Linked DNA regions of Bos taurus: region 1 is linked to region 2. A link is a contact called in public Hi-C data. All regions are on one chromosome and are shown on one strand. Each heading gives the region's core, a stretch centred on a gene start, on an enhancer-like site or on the middle of the called end of the contact. The rest is flanking DNA. Distances are from core to core; before and after follow the strand shown.

Region 1 (5,394 bases), core at 1,408-3,907, 37 kb before region 2:
ACCAGGGAAGTCCAGAGAGATAGATACTAATGTCGCAAAAGCTAAAGATGGATGATTTGGATAATGATAATGTTTGATTGGGTCCATATAACATTTTTTAAAATGTGAGCAACATTAAAAAATCAAGTGATTGTACTTTAACACCCAGATTTCAGGTAGCTCTTGGTTTCCATTCCTCCTGGGCACCAAATCCTAGAGCCAAGGAGCAGCTGCCCTCTTTAGAGGCTTGTATCCCCCTGCCAGTCTCCGCTACTCCCTGTTACCTCCCTGGCCCTGAGTCTGGGGTCGGGACAATGGTCACTGCCCTTGTATTACAGCTTCCCTTAGCGAAATATTGCACAATTCTCTGTTTTTGTCAAAAACAGAGAAACAAAAGGCAGACTACAGGAGCCATGTGTCTCAAAGAAAATGGGAGGGAGCCTATTTCTTTGTGAAAAGCAAGACTGTGCCTCTGAGTTTCACTTGCAAATCCTGGGGCAATTCATTTATTTATTGTTTAGTATTATACATTATTTATTATTGATGTTGATACATTACCCACCTGCCCCCTGTTGGCATTTTGGGTTTGCTACCCTTGATTACTTTACCCTGAGTAAAGTTGCTCAGTAATGTCCGACTCTTTGAGACCCCATGGACTGTAACCTACCAGGCTCCTCTGTCCATGGAATTTTCCAGACAAGAGTCCTGGAGTGGGTTGCCATTTCCTTCTCCATGGGATTTTCCTGACCTAGGGATCGAACCCGGATCTCCAGCATTGCAGACAGACGCTTTACCGTCTGAGCCACCAGGGAAGACCCTTTACCCTTGATTAATACAATAGTAACATGATTCTTTTTTTTCCCCCTTTGGTTAAAAAGATAACAGCCACAAAGTTAAAATGAATTCCTTGTACATATATTTGTATACACAGTGCGTGTGTGTGTGCTCAGTCGCTTCAGTCGTGTCTGACTCTGTGCGACCCCATGGACTGCAGCTGCCAGGCTCCTCTATCCATGGGATTCTCCAGGCAAGAATACTGGAGTGGGTTGCCATTCTCTTCTCCAGGGGATCTTCCCAACCCTGGGATTGAACCCACGTCTCTTAGGTCTCCTGCATTGGGAGCCGGGTTCTTTACCACTAGCATCACCTAGGAAGCCCCTGTATACGCAGGACACACACCAAATGACAACAGTGATTACCTAGACTTAAGGAAGACCTATCCATTTTTATTTTATGTACTTCTAACGTTTCCTGTTTCTTAGAACAAACATATAGTTTTGTAATTTTTTAAAAAAAAGGTTCACTTAAAAATTGATAAGTGAAAACTTTTGGCTGAGCGAAACTTTCACAAGAGGTTGTAAGACTTATCTCTCATTATCTTGGCAAGCCTGGGGGAACAGGTAAATGTAGTGGAACCTGAGCAACTAGAACGCCCACAGGAAAATATACCTTTTCTGTCCTAAGCACCAAGAAGAACCTGTACTAGGGAAGGGAAGACAGCTACCAGCTACTGGAAAGTGATTGCCAGACTCTGGGCACTCTGGTTGGGCTACCTTACAGAATTCTCGTGCCAATTTGGGGGGTGGTGTTAGCATTCTTCCTCCTTTTTTTTTTTTTCTGGCTGTATCTCATGTCTTGTGGGATTCCCAACCAGGGATCGAACCAGGGCCCTTGGCAATGAAAGTGCAGAGTCCTAACCAGTAGACCACCAGGGAATTTCATTTCCTCCCATCTTTCCATTTTTAAAAGCAGTTTTGTTCAGGTGTACATTTGCCCTTTGTAAATGCAATGATTTTTCACTTTTTCATTGAAAAAAGTCACCTTTTCAATGATTTTTTAGCAAATTTGCAAATGTACCAGCCTCATTGCAATTCAATTTTAGAACATTTCCATCACCCCAAAAAGACCCTTGATGCAAATTTGTGGTCACTCCCCATTCCCAAGTCCCAGGCTACCACTCATCTGCTTTCTATCATTTCCACCTTTTCTGGACGTATCATAGAAATGAAATCAGACAATATGTGGTCCTTTTGGCTTCTTTCACCAGATATGTTTTGAGTTTCATTCATGGTGTGGCCTGTATCAGCACTTTGTTCCTTTGTAGAGCCAAATAGTGTCCAGTTGATGGACATTTGTTGTTTCCACCTCTTGACTGCTGTAACTCACGCTGCTATGAATGTTCCTGTTCAAGTCTTTGTGGGGTACGTACTTTCATTTCTTGCTGGGTTGTATAGTAGATTTACGTTTAACTTTTTAAGAAACTGCCTAACTGTCTACCATCATGGCTGCACCATTTTATATTCCTGCCACCTGTATGAGGCTCTGGTCTCTCTTGCCAGCCCTTTGCGCTTGAAGACTATTCGAATGGAGCTGGGAGGAGAAAGACTTGCCAAAGTCACGCAACAGGGAATGGCAGAACGGAATTTGAACCCAGGTTGACCTGACTCTACAGGCTGTGTCTTTACCCTGGTCTGCTCATGTGAGCAGACTTGCACAAAGTGCAGGGGTTGGAGACTGTAAAGAGGTTGATCTCTGGGGTCTGCCAGGCTGGGGTTCCAGGAAGAAGAACCTGGAAGAAGGGGCTTGGAGAAGTCTAAGGAGCAATTGGAGAGGGCTCCTCAGCAGGCGCTGACTCAAACCTCCACTAGGGGGCGTGGGGGTCCAGCAGCGGCTGGTGATGGGCCTCTGCAGAGAAGGCAGCCATGGATGCCAGCCAGCCTGGTCTTGGCCTTCAACAGTACACACTGCCTGGCACTGGGTGACCTTCTCTCTGCCCTAGCCTGCATTTCCAAGCAGCCATGCCCCTGCCCCAGACATTCTGTTTTCCTATTTGGGCCTGGATATGTCCCCTTTTTGGAGAAGGCAATGAGCCTGGTAGGCTGCAGTCCATGGGGTCGCTAAAAGTCGGACACGACTGAGGGACTTCACTTTCACTTTTCACTTCGCTGCATTGGAGAAGGAAATGGCAACCCACTCCAGTATTCTTGCCTGGAGAATCCCAGGGACTGGGGAGCCTGGTGGGCTGCAGTCCATGGGGTCGCACAGAGTCGGACACGATTGACGTGACTTAGCAGCATGTCCCCTTTTAATGGCTTCTCTGATGGCTCAGTGGGTAAAGAATCCATCTGCAATGCAGGAGACACAGGAGACGTGGGTTCAATCCCTGGGTCGGGAAGGTTGCCTGGAGGAGGAAATGGCAACCCACTCCAGTATTCTTTCCTGGAGAATTCCATGGACAAAGGAGCCTGGCGGGCTACAGCCCAAAGGGTCCCCAAGATTCAGACGCGATGGAGCAACTAAGCACGCATGTATGTCCCCTGTTCCCCGTCCCTGGCCTCCATGGGAGGAAGGGTGGGCTCTTCTGTCCCAGCCCCAGGGCCTCCACCTCTTTCTGCCAACTCCAGGGTTCACATGAAACCCTAGAGTATTGAAGGAAGAGACAAGGTCCATCTGCTGGCTGCCTCAGAACCGTCTGTCATACAGCTCACTGTTGGTCTTGGCTCCAGATGGAAGTCCAAGGAAGTGGGACCTCTCCCTCTCAGAGCGGGTTGGCCAGCAGGTGGCGCCGTAGCCCCTGTGGTCCCCACTCCCTCACCGGTGACTCACCGTAGAATGACTGCTCTGGCCCCAGAAGGCAGCCCCATGGACAAGTGTCTAGACCACCCAACCCCTTTGCAAATGATCCGGAAAAAGGGAGGAAGAACAAGGTGTGCATTTATTGGGCACCAACTACATGCTGAAGCTCTTTCATTCTTTTGACCCTCATAACATCCCTGAGAACTAAACCCTCAGCTTTCCCCTGAGAAAACAGACTCAGAGGTCAAATAGCTCACCCCACATCTCACGGACGAGATGGTAAAGCTCTGTTTCATCTATCGCACTCAGTAAACTTAATGGGTAGGTGGTGCCCGGGACAGTGTCAGGCATGCCTTTCCCACTGTGTGACATGGGGGAAATGACTGAGCCTCGCTGAGCTGCAGCTGCCCCATCTGTAAAAGGGGGCTACCAGACCCATGTTGTGCAGATGAGATGAGATCCCCACGTGAGGGTTTCACATGGGGCCTGGCCCTGGCAGGGATGAGCAAAGAGATGGTTAGATTATCTCGTGGGACTGGGAAATTTTCCAGGCTAGTGATCAGAGCCGGCTAGTTTCCAGTCTCCTCTAGCCCCCTGGAAGTGTTGCTATTTTTGATGTTTTGATCTTCTGCCATTTGGGTCTGTCCCCAACCACTTCTCAGGAGACAGAGGAAGGGTAGAAACCCCAGAGGATCCGAGAGTCCTGCTCTTCTGGGCAACCCCCACATCCACTGCTGACTACCCAGCCTCTGGGGGCAAATTCCAGCTGGCATGATGGACCCTAGCAGAAAAATGTCTAGGGTCCCCAAGGCCTCCTTCTGCCCTCCCTCTTCATTGCTGCCTCCCTAGAGCCTTGCCCATCCTTCAGGGCCGTCAGGCATCCCCCTCCAGGCAGCCTCCTCACCAGTCTGCCAGCCCTTGTGGCTCAGTGCTCAAGGCGTTGTGGGAACCAGAGGCCTGGGAGCTCTGCCCAGGGAAGGAGCAAGAGTCCCCTGGGGACAAGCCCTGGCTGGCACAATGCAAGCTGTGGTCTCCCTGACCCTGCAGAGGAGGCGCTATGGACGACTCGGGCCGACGGGCGCGTCCGCCTACGCATAGACCCCATCTGCTCGCAGACTCCCCGCACTGTTCATCAGATGTTCTCCACGACTCTGGACAAGTATGGGGACCTCAGTGCTATGGGCTTCAAGAGGCAGGGCACGTGGGAACACATCTCCTACACCCAGTACTACCTGCTGGCCCGCAAAGCTGCCAAGGGCTTCCTGAAGGTGAGGAAGCCGCCCAAGGCCTGACCTCAGTTCTGGCCTTCACAGACCTCCTTCCGATACCCCACTGGACAAGCCCTTAGACAAGATCACTGTAAAACCGTCCTGTTCATTGAGCTAATGGTCCATTCTGGCCTGGGGCTGAGGGTTTACGTTCATTGGACCCTTACTACGTGCCAGGATGTGTCACAAGCTTCTCATTTGTCGGCCCGCTCGAGGGGGCTGGGAAGCCTGGTGCACTGGGCTGAGGGGTGGGCTCCCCGGGAAGGCCTGGAAGGGGCAGCAAGGGCTGTTGAGTGGCTGGTCCCCCAGGGCACACTCTGACCCTGGGAGGTGGTCCCTGAGGTGGGCCGGCAGAGTCCCCTGCTGTCTGGAAGGGGGGTTTGGTGAGAATGAGAGGCCCCTTTCCTGCTGGTTGACCCGGACTGTCTACCTTTGATCTGGAGCTCGGCCTGGAGCGGGCCCACAGCGTGGCCATCCTCGCCTTCAACTCCCCGGAGTGGTTCTTCTCAGCAGTGGGCGCAGTCTTCGGAGGGTGAGTGGCTGAGGGAGGGGCAGAGTTCCCAGTGGGTTG
Region 2 (4,759 bases), core at 566-3,065:
CCACAAAGGTCAAATGACTGCCAGAGGTCAAATGACTGCCAAAGGTCACACTGGGAGTCCATGTCAGAGAACCTCATCATCTGATTCCACAACCCAACACTTTCTGAATACCTACTGCATAGTTTTTTCCTTAGAGACCACACTAAGGGAAAAACAAATTTACTAGCACTTTACTAGCTGTTTTAGTCTCTCATTCTGAACTCTTATGTATCGATCAAAGATAATTAGGTGTTAGGTGTAAGGTCAGTGATTGAAGGATTGACTTCTTTTTAGACAATGACACAGAAGTTGCTTTACCTTAAGGAGTGAATGTGAAATAAGTTACCATTACACACAAGCCCAGGTCTGAAGAGGGTAACAAAGCAGAACCCAGTTAGTAAATAAAATGCGGCTACTGATGCCCAACTGTCTGCTTGAAGGCTGTAAGATAAGTATGTTGACAGGTAGGAGAGCTTCAGACTTTTGTGTTGCTCCTATATGTATTAGGTGCTCTCACATTATTTTATTCAATCCTCAACAACTCTGTGAAGCAAGTATAGATATTTTACAGATAGCTTATTAAGACTCACAAATGTTAAGTAATTTGCTCAGGGTCACATGGCCAGTCGGTGGCATTGCCAAGATTTAAACCTAAGTCTCCTAAATTCCGGTGTAGAGCACTTTTCACTAAATTAAATGTATGCAAACCTCACTTTAAACTCAAAGCAAGGGAGAAATACAGTATCAAATTTTCTGGAGAAAAAATTAAACTGCTTATGGTAGGTTTTTAGGGGATCATTCTCTAAAAGCAACAGGAGACCTGAGGGCCCATTTTTCCCTCTGCCTATAATTTGTTGTCTGACCTTGACCACAGACAGAGCAGGCAAAATGGGACTTGGAACTGGTAATCCTGAGACACCTGAGTTCCTCTTCCAGTTCTGGCAGGGATTTCCTGTGTGACCTTGAGCAATTACGTTTTCAGGCAAAGTTAGTTCCACTGAGGAACCAAGGAACTGCAGACGGTCTGCAACCCTTTCCAGCTCTGGCAGGCATCCCAGCTGTCAAGGTGAGATCACAGGACTCTCACCAACATAAGGTAAAGGAAAGGCGTTGCTGGTCTCCCTCTCCCAGTCTCTGGGTGCTCAGGTTCCAAGGTGCAACGTGTCCCGTGTCCTTTGAAGGGGAAATAGCTACAACAGCAGACTGGGAAGCGCTCCAAGGGAGAAAAAAATCTGGCAGGAAAATGACCCCGGGATTCCCTCACCTGAGAAAACCTCTCAAGCCCAACGCACGTGCCGGTGGCTAGGGAGGTTACCCGGCCGGGGCCTGAGTAGAGACCGGGGGAAGGCCCGGGTCGTGCTGAGGCGGACTCTGCGCGATCAGCAGGCTGCAGGGCCGCAGCTTCGGAAATAGCCGGGATGGTGGAGCCTGGTCGGCGACTCTGGTGACCTTCCCCGGCTCCGCGCGAGGCCTGGGCTCCGGCCGGGACAGATGCCGGCGGTAGCACTGGGGTCTCATCGGGAACAGGACCGGCGCTCCCCGCCTTGACCTTGATGCTGTCCCCGCTCCAGGCGCGACCTTCCGGGAGCGGGGCTGCCTACACACCGCCTGCGGGCCACCGAGCCAGGCGCACGGGCGGCCGGGACCGGCTCCCTGTCTGTTCCCAGCCAGTCGCGCGCCGCCGTCTTCCCATCGGGGCCCGCGCGCCAGCCCCCGCCCAGCACCCAGCACGCCCGCCAGCCACATGCGGGCCTGCCCGGAGCTCACCTTGGAGATCCACGCGGGCCCTGCCATCGCGTCCACTCCTCTCACCCCGGCGACAGCGGCGGCAGTAGTGCGCAGCCGCCCAGCCAGCGTCTGGAGCCCGCCCCCTCTTGGCCCCGCCCCCTGGAAGCCCCACCCCGCGAGTTCGCGTAGGGGATTTTCCGAGCACCCTCCTGGTCCGGGCCCTGGACAACCGGCTCCGCTGGCCAATCGCCGTGCTCGTCTCGCGGCGGCGGGCAGAGCAGCGACCCGGAAGCTGCTGGCGGGGATCTCTGGCCAGAGTCCTTCCTCTGCCGCTTCATTCATAGATTTCAGTGTTTAGGTGGGCTGTTTGTTCCGCGTCTACTGGATGCCAGTCACTCTTATGGATTTAGAGGATAGAGCTTCTCTTACGGAGTTTACAACCTCAGGGAGGGAGATAGATCATTTACTCGTTTCACAAATGTTTTATTATTTTAACAGCTTTATTGAGGTATAACGTATACGTATAACATATACAATAAAATTCACTGGCTGTAATTTCGCAGTAATTTTCAATAAATGTAAGCACTTGCACAAGCATCACCACAATCCAGTTTTCCAACCTGTGAAAATGCTCCTTGTGCCTATTAGCTGTCAGCCCAGCTTCCCATCCCACGTCCCAGCAACTACCGATCTACTTTCTGTCTTCAAAGCTCTAAACATATTTCTGAGTGCCGCCTAGTTACCAGGCACTGTTCTCAATGGTAATTTTACAGTCCAGTAGAAAAGACAGACGCCAATCAAGTATGACAGAAATATGTAAATGAAAACTGTGATAAGTATCAGAAAGGGAAGGCGCAAGGAGCAATGAGAAGGTAAAATCAGGGGACTTGATTCAAATCTAAGAAAGAGGGAAGAGGAAATAACGTCATATTCCCCTCCCTCCTCATCTTCTCAGCAACCAGAGTCCTGAAGCTCTGCTGATCACAGGTCCCATATTTGGGTGTCAGGGTGATTTAGACCAAGTCTTCCCACACCACACCCTGAAAAAGGTTCTTTCCAGAGAAGAGCTACCCATCTACCTAGGGAAGTGGTGAATTAGATGCACAAGTGATGCCAGTGGCTTTGATGAGGTAACAAAGTACTGCTAAGTCTGTGGCTTCATCAGGATACAGGGACCTCATCACTCTCTTCTTGGCCTTTGCTCTCATCAGGCCCTGGCAGTTCCCCTCTAAGGTGTTCTCCACAGTGCCCCTCCACTCCACCCCCACTGCCATCATTGCCCTCCTTCAGGACTGACCATCTCATGTCCAGACAACCGCAGCAGCCTCCTCCCCCGACAACCTGCCCCTTCCAATCTTTTCTCCACACAGTCCTCTCCTTCTCTCACAGCTCTGACCACAGCCCATGCCGCCCTAACACCTCTTGGCTCTCCCATTCATCTCTCACCACCGTCTTTTATTCAGCTGTATTTCCTGTCACTCCGTCCAGCCCCAAAGTCCTGGACTGCCCGCCAAGTAGGGCTCCTGGCCAGCCCACAAATGCTTCCCATATTTTACCCGCACTATGCTCATGCCGTTCCCTCTGCTTGAATGCTCTTTGTGCCATTTCCACCTGTTGACATTCCAGTCACTCGTCAAGACTCAGTTCGGATGTTGATTCCTTTGGGAAGCCCCTCAGACTCACGCATGTGTTCCTTCTCCGTACCTAGAGCCAGTAGAACTTGGTTCCCACCTCTTCCAGGAACTTTATCGCTTTCTCCCCTGCTGTGTACCACTGAAGAGCCTCCTCAAGCTCAGAGACAGCCTGTTATGTCTTTGTTTCTGGAATATAGACTGAAACTACTTGCTGCTCATTGATGGAAAAACAAAATGTGAAATGATTTTCTCCAAGGTCTATTTAATCCTCACAACAGTCCCGTAGGAAAACTGAGGTATAGCTAGTAAGTGATGATGCTGACATTGTACTAGGATGCTTCCTAATTACCAAGGCAGTTCTCCTCACGGTTAAACTACCCCTGGGAAGGAGGGTCATTCACCTCACCAGATCCTTCCTAAGTGGAGTCCCTCTCAGGTGCACTGTGAAGACAAGGGAATGAATCAGCCCCAGCCGTGCCCTTGGAGTCTAGTGAGTGAGAAACACAGAAGAGATTCAGCCAGGTGCTCTAACAGTTTGGGGAGGGGGTGCAGTGGAGGGCGAGAGGGGGTGTTGATTGGGGAAGATTCCACTGCGGAGATGGCATTTGAATCGTCCTTGAAGAGACTGACGGCTTCCCTGGTAGCTCAGATGGGATCTCAAAGAGCCGGACAGGACTGAGCAACTAACACTTTCACTTTCACTTTGAAGAGATTGAAAAGGTCAGCAGCCTGAGATGGGGCCCTGAGGAAAGACCAGGGCCAGCCAAGACTTTGAGGCAGAAAAGTGACAAATCCTTGGAAGCTCAGGCTCTGGGGATTGACAAGACCTCAGAGGTTTCCTAGTCTAACTCGCGTATCAAGGTGCTTCCTGACTCTGGAGCAGCTGGAAGGACAGCAGGGAGAGAGAAAGCTACCTCCCCCGCAGCCAGGACCTGTTCCCTGAGTCCAGAACTGCCAGGCACTATTCTTCATACGCGTTCCAGAGTTTCTCCAACATGCAGGTCACTCTCCTCTGGAAAAGCCGCCTTGTCCTGTCTCTTGTGCTCTGTAGTGTCCAGAGATCCCATCAGCGAGCCGTGTTTGGACCAGACAGTGGGAAAACTGCCTCTCAGGAGAAGGATCTGGGAAGTGAAAGTCAAGTCGCTCAGTCATGTCCAACTCTTTGCAATCCCATGGACTGTAGCCTACCAGGTTCCTCTGTCCGTGGAATTTTCCAGGAAGATTACTGGAGTGGGTTGCCATTTCCTTCTCCAGGAGGATCTGGAAGGTGTGCCCTTATTTGTGACAACAACACTACCCGATCCAGGTGTGCTTTACTTTAAGTAAAATTTCTGTAGCCAAAATGGCAAATTTTAAATTAGTCGGTAAAACTGGAATATGATTATTCACATACCAAAAGCTTTTCAAAAAATTTTTAC

Evidence for each region. Hi-C and Micro-C count contacts between places; a contact is called where the count stands out from the background.
Region 1: a Hi-C map of skeletal muscle shows a contact between it and region 2, with 2.5 times the contacts expected there. The contact joins the enhancer-like site here to the promoter of IDH3A in region 2. A contact is called at or near these places in 2 of 11 Hi-C or Micro-C datasets (skeletal muscle and skin fibroblasts).

Annotation. Positions count from the first base shown.
Region 1 is chr21:30,572,819-30,578,212 of ARS-UCD2.0, reverse strand. ACSBG1 (acyl-CoA synthetase bubblegum family member 1) reads left to right here. Exons shown (of 14, transcript NM_001024548.1): 3 at 4,603-4,823; 4 at 5,267-5,355. Among named protein-coding and RNA genes, the nearest start is that of IDH3A, 37 kb to the right of the region's middle. Within about 2 kb of position 2,657, at least 16 of the 102 cell types and tissues checked have an H3K27ac peak or open chromatin away from gene starts, as enhancers often do. A contact at or near this core is called in skeletal muscle, where this site is marked.
Region 2 is chr21:30,535,393-30,540,151 of ARS-UCD2.0, reverse strand. IDH3A (isocitrate dehydrogenase (NAD(+)) 3 catalytic subunit alpha) reads right to left here and starts at 1,815. Exons shown (of 11, transcript NM_174644.2): 1 at 1,747-1,815. The coding sequence starts at 1,773.